Linked DNA regions of Mus musculus: region 1 is linked to region 2. The links are chromatin contacts, called in public promoter capture Hi-C maps. All regions are on one chromosome and are shown on one strand. The core of a region is the stretch at or near the end of the contact, and the rest is flanking DNA. Distances in the headings are between cores, read along the strand shown. Region 1 holds the start of Aqr (aquarius). Region 2 holds the start of Slc12a6 (solute carrier family 12, member 6).

What was found. Capture Hi-C pulls out chosen DNA fragments and counts their contacts.
Region 1: a promoter capture Hi-C map of liver shows a contact between it and region 2, with 2.9 times the contacts expected there. The contact joins the promoter of Aqr here to the promoter of Slc12a6 in region 2. A contact is called at or near these places in 5 of 39 promoter capture datasets (the C10 cell line, hippocampal neurons, liver and 1 more) and 2 of 9 other capture datasets (adipose tissue and liver).

The regions. Positions count from the first base shown.
Region 1 is chr2:114,172,986-114,177,204 of GRCm38.p6, forward strand. It overlaps Aqr (aquarius), which reads right to left and starts at 2,354. Exons shown (of 35, transcript NM_009702.3): 1 at 2,107-2,354. The coding sequence starts at 2,181.
Region 2 is chr2:112,263,798-112,267,856 of GRCm38.p6, forward strand. Slc12a6 (solute carrier family 12, member 6) reads left to right here and starts at 2,517. Exons shown (of 25, transcript NM_133649.2): 1 at 2,517-3,295. The coding sequence starts at 3,025.

The DNA.
Region 1 (4,219 bases), core at 1,104-3,603, 1.9 Mb after region 2:
TGGCTTGTCTATAATCAGAGTAAAACATTTTTTGGTCCAGTCATAAGGAAATCCAGAGCTCAAGAGATTTAGTGAGCTGCCCATGGTTAGTTAGTCATCAGTTGACTAAATATTTAAAAACAGTTTCAAAATATTCATTAATGTTGATATGTAAAGAAATAAGCCTTTAAATGACTACTATACCCAGACATAAGTAGACAAAAATCATTAAGAAATGGAGTAGAAAGGCTGATTATTAGAAGTTGGTGTTGTATATTTTAGCAGGTCAAGCTTTGCTTAGAAATTTAAATACATATATATATAATCTCTCCAGAATTTGAAGTGGACTATACAACTGTTAAGAAACATAGACTGGGGGTGAAGAAGTGGCTCAGCAGTTAAGTGTACTTGGTCTTCCAGAGGGCCTGATTGTATTCTCAGTACTATCCTGAGTGACTTACAACTCTCTCCAACTGCAGTTCTAGGGAACTGACAGCCTCTTCTGTCCTCCACAGATAACTGCACTCACCAGCACATACCACCCCACCCCAAACACATAATTAAAAATTAAAATTGAAAAACAAAATAGTTCTTACTGATTTTTAAAAACAAAACAAAATCTCTTTTTAAAAAACCAGAAACTCTAGGGAGCACATTTTTTAATAGGTAACTGCACTGTCTGGTAGACTTCAATGCTTGGTGTATCACTAGACAGACACACAGACAGAAAGATGAACGGACAAATGAAACCACGTCTGAAGTGTTCTTCTTCCAAGAAGCTTCTGCAACACTAACGGACAACTAACGCTTCCATCTTTCAGGTTGTAAACAGTTTCAATATATTCTTCTATTTCTGTATTATAAACATTTCACTGATTATTCATCCTCATTGAAGTGAAACAGAGAAGATGGTACCTGTGTGTTCTTTTCATTTACAGCTCAATATCTTACAATCAGCAGACTTTATAAGAGACCTTCTACAATGTGAAAACTTTCTTGTGAACCCTATGCTGGCCTCAAAACAGACAAGGCTAGCCTTGAACTCCATTCCCCACTGTCTTCACATCTCACATGCTGGGAATGAAAGACAGGCACCATCTCTCCTCCGCACTTTCCCTCTCGGTTCATGTGTTCCTGTCATTCTAGCTCTTTCTTTACATTCAAACTTTAAGGTATCAGCACTTGCCTGGACTGTTTTTGTGTTCTTTCTCAAACTGTGTACTTATCTGCATTTAGCTTTAATGCGGTTAAGAAGTCGGGATAGCCTCTCTAATATTGTATAAAAGGATGAAAATAAAGAAAACCAAGTTAACAGGATCCACTTTTTAGTTACCATGGCATATTCAAGTAACCGCAGCTATAGCCATAAAAGCATAAAATTAGGGGGGAAAGGAGGGAGAGACAGACAGACAGGTACAGAGAGAAAGGAAGGGAGGAAAGAAGAAAGGAAGGGCACTTTGGGTAAAAGCATAGGCCAGATCACAGCACTTTCAAAGATTCCAGTCATTATCCCAGGGACAATCAGAATTGTTTACGGGACACTGTAGGAAGACAAGTAATGTGAGCAGGTTTGCACCAGTGAGCACTCTGGAGCAATCTGAAGAACAGGCTGCAGGAGGGCAAGAGGAAATATGACAGATCAACAAGTCTTAGTGGGGAAGGCATCTTTGGGCGAGAGAGGTCCAGAAATACAGACAAACACTGTGTAGACATGCTGGGGCTAAGCGAATGGAAACAGTTTCTAGGCTTCTGCCCTGACAAATCTGCGGAGCCAGAAGAGGCGCGGGAGGGCTTAAATTTTCCCGCACTTACACTCTCAATAATTTCCTAAGAATTAACAAGGATGTGAAAGGCTACAGGCCCGGAATTGGCTCTGTTGTCTCCTAAATGAAAGGTTATAATGACAATTAACTGCCATAGAGCGATCTACTTGTAGACAGAGTCTTGTCAGAGTAATACAATTCAGAAGCACGCTTTGTGGTCTAACGAGGAGCGGCCTCTTTCACTGCAGCTTTTCCAATGTTTAACTAGCAACTTGCACGTACACAAGATATCAAAATCAATCCCAATCCCGGGCTTTAGGTCCTCGGCATCCCTCCTTACACAAGCGGGCACGCCGGGGCTCACCTGAGTGACGAACTCCGCGTTGATCTGGGACACCGTGGGGGCCACGATTTTCTTGGGCTGCGCAGGAGCCGCCATCGCAGCGATCGCCACTGAAGCTGACCAGAGGCTCGTAGCGGCGACTCTCGAAAGCTTTCAAGCAGCGGCGGCGACCCAGCCCCGAGGTGCCAGAGCGCCCGGCACAGACACGCTGGGCTCCCACGGTTCCTCCCGGAACCTGAGAAGTCCCGGCGTTCCCCGGAAGCAGAACTAGTGGGCCCGGAAGTCAAGGCAAGAGTTAAGCTTGAGCTAGAAAGTAGGCTGCCTTTACCTGTCTCTTTATTGCCCCCTAGTGGAAGGAAGAAAGATAACATACAGCGTGTAGGATTGGGTCATAGGGAGAGAGGGGGCTGAAAGATGTGTTGAATGTGATTAATAAAGGTGGGAGTTGAAAGAATAGGATGTCGACTTTATTTGAACGCTAAAGAAAAATATAGTAAAAAGCAAAACCCATACTCTTAGAATTTGAGGCACCGTGTGACTTCAAAAACTGCCTGGAAGTACTGATTGCCATACAATAAACATAAACCAAGTGTAAAACTTAATACACTTTGAAATAGTTGTCTATCTATTATTGTATCACCAGAATCATGGCAATGAGATTACCCAAAGCCATTAAAAGTTACTATGTGTCCTTCTGCCTTCAACCTATCACCCCTTTTTCTCACACAGTCTTCTACTATCATGGATCCTCTGGGTCACTGTTAACTACAGAATTTTATATAAACTTTATGCAAATTTGCAGAGGAATAAAAGAGAGATTGATCAGCGGTTAAGAGCACCAGGTGCTCTTCCAGATGACCTGGGTTCAATTCCCAGAAGCCACATGGCAGCTCTCAATTGTTTGTAACTCCAGGTCCAGAGGCTCTGACACCCTCACACAGACATACATGCACGCAAAACACCAATTCACATGAAATAAAAGTAAAAATAAAATTTAAAAAGAAACTATTTTACATACATTTTAGAATATGTTCTTTTTTGGTCACTCAAAATTATTTTGAGATGCATCTGTGTTGTTCATATCAGTCACTGATTCAGTTGTATTGCTAAATAATAGCCAACTTTTCAGACATACTACAATCCATAAATTTAGTAATATGTTGATATGCGTTTAGATTGTTTCTAGTTGCTGACTACTACAAGAAAGTCCTCTACAGGCGATTCTAAGTCATTATGTAGACATACATTTCCTCTGAAGCAACACATTCAATGGTGTATGTTTGCCATTTTAAGAAATGTCTGTCTTTCCAAAGCAGTTGTGCCTTGCTAACATTTGAGACTTGTGTTGTCTTCTTTCCCTTACCGACTTTTAATATGGATAGTTTTTAAAGTTGTTTTAGGCATACTACGTATGTGGTACATCACAGTATAGGTGTAATTCATGTTCCTCCAATGGTCCATGATGCTGAACTCACAACTTCTTGTGAGTTTTATGCTTTTATCCTCACTAGGGAAATAACTGTTTAAAACTTTAGCCTGGTTCTTATTTGGTCACTTATTTTATAATTCTTGGGTTAGCACACCCATCCCATTTACAAACTCATACATAGGTTGAACAGTTATCTCTAGTAAGTCCTCTCTAGAGGAATATAGGCAGTAGACTGGTACACCATTCTCTCTCTCTTAATTTGTGATATATACCCATCTGCCCAAAATGAGGACTGTGAAAGAAAATAGCTGTAGGTCTGGCCATCAAGTATATACATGTTGTAGCTTTCGTCCCTCCATCTTTTATGGTTTGTAGACATATAGATAAAAATTTGCTCGATTACAATTTTAAATGTAAAGCATTCTGAATATATAACTACCACTGACATGTTATTGCCAACTATGGCATCTATAAAACAGTAGGGCAGGCTTTCAAATGACTTTGATGATGACTCTTAAGATGCTGAAATCGTTATTTTTATACTTCACCATAACTACCCATCAGGCCTTGAATGCAGGTCATGGTGGAAGGACATTAGGAATTAGGAATGAGACTTGAGTTCCCGAGTCCTTAAATCTTCAGGGAAGACCTTGTAAAGACAGTGTGGAAACAGCGGTTGGGGATTATTTTGGGATGATACCTTTT
Region 2 (4,059 bases), core at 1,267-3,766:
GGTTTTGGTTTTGGTTTTTCGAGACAGGGTTTGTATAGCCCTGGCTGCCCTGGAACTCACTCTGTAGATCAGGCTGACCTCGAACTCAGAAATCTGCCTGCCTCTGCCTCCCAAGTGCTGGGACTAAAGGTGTGCATCACCACTGCCCAGCCATTAGCTAGCTATAGGCTATATTTAAAAATCCAGGCTGTGCATGGTAGCTGATGTCTAATTCTGTCATAGAATGAGGTAGAAGGATCCCTATGAGTTCCAAGCCAGCCTAGGCTATGTAGTTAGTCCTTGTATCAGAAAACTAAAGGGAGCTGAGGGTGTACATAACATAGTAGGTCCAGTGACTTTCTAACATGCACATAGCTTTACAGAAGACTGGGTTTAGTGACCCCATAATTCCAGCACTTGGGAAGTAAAGGCAGGTCAGAAGTTGAAAGTCATCCTCTGCCGGGCAGTGGTGGCGCACACCTTTAGTCCCAGCACTTGGGAGGCAGAGGCAGGTGGATTTCTGAGTTCGAGGCCAGCCTGGTCTACAGAGTGAGTTCCAGGACAGCCAGGGCTATACAGAGAAACCCTGTCTGGAAAAAAAACAAAAGAAAAAAGAAAGTCATCCTCGGCTATATAGTTTGAGGACATCCTGTGCAACATGAACTCATGTTTCACTTTCTCTAAAGAGCAAAAGAGGTATTTTGGCAGCAAAGGTGCTTCACCCACAAGCCTGCAGATCTGGGTTCAGATCCTGGGACCTATAATCAGAAGGACTCATGTATTTGTACACTCAAAATAAATAAGTGTACCAGTTTTCTAACCCTGCCCCCACCCTCACTGATGAGGATAGAATCAAGGGCTTTGGATATGTCAAATACTCAAAGATCTAATACAATTTTACATTTTAACGGGTTTCGTTTTATTTCCAAGCTATCAAACTCGACTGGAAATTGCCATTTGGTCAAAGTGAATTTCCAAGCCCTGGAATTAAGATGGTTTTGATTCATTTTTTTTTTAAACTATAAATCTTTTATGTGTATTTAAGTGCAGTGCCAGCATGGGTCTTATCACCTAGACCTGGAGTTACAGGGCCATGAGAACTGGGAACGGAATTAGGGTTTCCTTCAGAGCAGTAAACGCTGTTAACCACTGAGGGTCTAGCCTCCTGCTCCATTATTAAGTCCACTGATTTGCAACTAGGAGGAAAGGAAAGGTCTCAGGAAAGGCTCCAGTGAGTTTCTGCATTTTGATCAAACTTTCAGAGCGTTTTCAAGTAAAACATGGTTGAACTGAAAGTTATTAAAACACCTTGACGAATTAAATAAACATTCTAGTGTTAATAAAGTGGGTCAAATCCTGGAAATGTTGCAGAGCAGATATCCCAATGTCTTCTCCATGTCTGTATAAGTTCTCTTTAATGGAAATTTAAGCCTGGCTTGCAGTTTCAAAAGGATATGAACAAGAAAGGGGAAAGTAGCCCATAATGATGAACAAGATACAGGTGTCTTAGAAAAGACAACTGAATTTTTACAGAGGTCACATCTAAGGTAACTAGATACCGTAATGGGAGGTTTGGGTGCCATAGAGTTAAGGTTTCCAGAGAGCTTTTAGAGATGACCCTTGCGGTTCGCGGGTCAGTGTTCACTGAGTGCCTCTAAGCAGCATACTGAGTACGTGGAGCACAGGTGAGGAAAAAGCAGCTCGCCACACGCGTTCAGACCCTAGGGCGGACTACAGTTCCCGTCGTGCTCCACGTGAGAGTCGCCGGTCCGCGCAGGCGTGGTGCCCTCTGTCTCCCGCGCTGCATGCTCCGGGCGGGGCTGCTGTTGCCCGGCCGCAGGACGGCGCCGCCCTCTAGCTCCCCAGACTTCTCCGGACGGTTAACCTCGAATGAGGAACGAGAGGGGCGGAAAGGGGAGGGCTGCGGCGGCGCGGGCACAGCCCGCCGCGCCCGGGGCGGGGGGCGGCGAGGTCACGTAACGGCCTCGGGCGTCTGCCGGGGAGGGGGCCTCCTGCGCGCCGCGGCTCCGGAACGGTTAGCGGCTAGTAAACAACAGCTGCGCGCGCACCCGCATCAGCTGGCGCGGGCTCCCGCACCTGCGACCTCCTCCGTAGCCGGGACCAGCCTGCCTGGCCGTCTTCTCCCTCCGCCGAGACCCAAGGAAAGCCGGCGAGAGGCTAACGGGCCCCGGGAGGAAAGCGCGTCCTGTCACACGCAGTGCAAACACGGCGAGCGGTCGTGGGCTTGAGGGACTCGCCACGACCTGCCACGACCCTGCAGTGGGAGCTGCCCTGATCCGCTAGCCGCCGCCTCCAGCTCCTTTGCCAGGACGAGACCTCTGGGAGGCAGGAATCCACTCTGCTTCGGCATCCTCTCGTGGCTCTCCTCTTTCTCCTTCCTGTAGTGTGGGGGTATTTTCCCGTTATGCATGCGCATCTCTCCCACCAGACCCAAGTGGATTATCGACCTCAAAAACATCGGGTGGCTCAGCACACACCTCCTCCCAGCCAGACCTGTGGGGTATTCACCTGATACACAACAGGTGGCTGGTGCACACCTTTGCGCAATCTGATCCACGCTCTTATACGCCTGATAAGGGTGGGCCTGCATGCTCCGTCCTCAGCTAGAACCGTGGGACACTCGGCAGATAAAGGACTAACTACCTCATCCGGACCCTGGGGGTTGAGCAGAGGGAGGCGTCACCAGCTGCTGTGAGATCATGGCACGGAGCCCTCAGCCCTGGACCAGGGGAGATAGCTAGGATTCTGAAAGAACCAAGTTATACAGGATTAGCATCGTTTTGTTCTTATTTTGTTTTCTCGAAAATTATTTTTCAGTTACTGGTGGGGCACTTTATAAAACAGCTGGCTTGAATTCTATACACGGATTCTTAATTGGGCCTTTGTGGGCTGTAAATCAGGGTAATTGAGGGTTTTTGGTTTTTTTTCCCCTTCTATTTTTGCAATCAGAAGTAGCTAGTGTAGGAGGAAGAGTTTTTGTGAGCTTTTCCTTTTTTCTTTGTCAAAAAGGAAAGGGGGGGGAAAATGCATCCACCAGAAGCCACCACCAAGATGTCCTCAGTTCGGTTCATGGTGACACCAACTAAGATTGATGACATTCCAGGTTTGTCAGACACCAGCCCGGACCTCAGCTCTCGGTCTAGTTCTCGAGTAAGATTTAGCTCCCGAGAAAGTGTGCCAGAAACAAGCCGTAGTGAGCCTATGAGCGAACTGTCTGGGGCTACTACTTCTCTGGCAACTGTTGCCCTAGATCCTTCCAGTGACCGGACTTCTAATCCCCAGGATGTTACGGAGGGTAAGTAGAGACTCAGAGAGCCGGGTGTTTCAACCCTTGGGTTGTCCATGTTGGCTAACTACCCTAATTTTATAATCATAAATTAAGGCCCACGTTTCTGTGATGCTTACGAGTGTGGGAATAATAGCGACAGTTAGTAGGTCACTGCAGTAGTCTTTTTGGCGTGGGAAAGTAGCTGGCAAGAGGGCAAGGAAATGTCTATTTTGGTTTCCTTATTTCTGTCTTATTTCTAATTAAAATGACTATTTTTAAAAAATTAAATCTTTTACAACACACAAAAAAAGTTCTAAACTAAAATTTTAATGGGCTGGATATGCGCTTTCTAGAGAGCTTTGGGGCTTTGACTCCTAAGTCAGCGTTTAAGGCAGGTTGTTACATCTTGTGTCTTACTGGATTCTTTTGCAGATTCAGTTGGGTGTCATAAAATTATTTTTTGAAATTTATGTTTTTATAGAGTATTTAAAGTAACTGAATTCACTCAAGGAAGTGGTACTCTCTTGAAAGAATGGAACTTTCGAGAGGGACTTCTCGTGCATGATTCCCACATAATTTCCCTGCTGAGCTTTAGATAACTATTTTGTATATTGTATATTGAGTTTTGTAGTCAGAACCTATAGAAGCCACTTCTGTTCGTATTAACCACTTTCCAGACTTGACCTTGAGCTGACGAGCCTGACTTGAATTAGAAGTTTTCCTTTGATTTAGTGGGAAGAGGTGATGCAAGGAGGAAAGTTACTTTTTCCAGACTCAGTTAAAAAACTTGA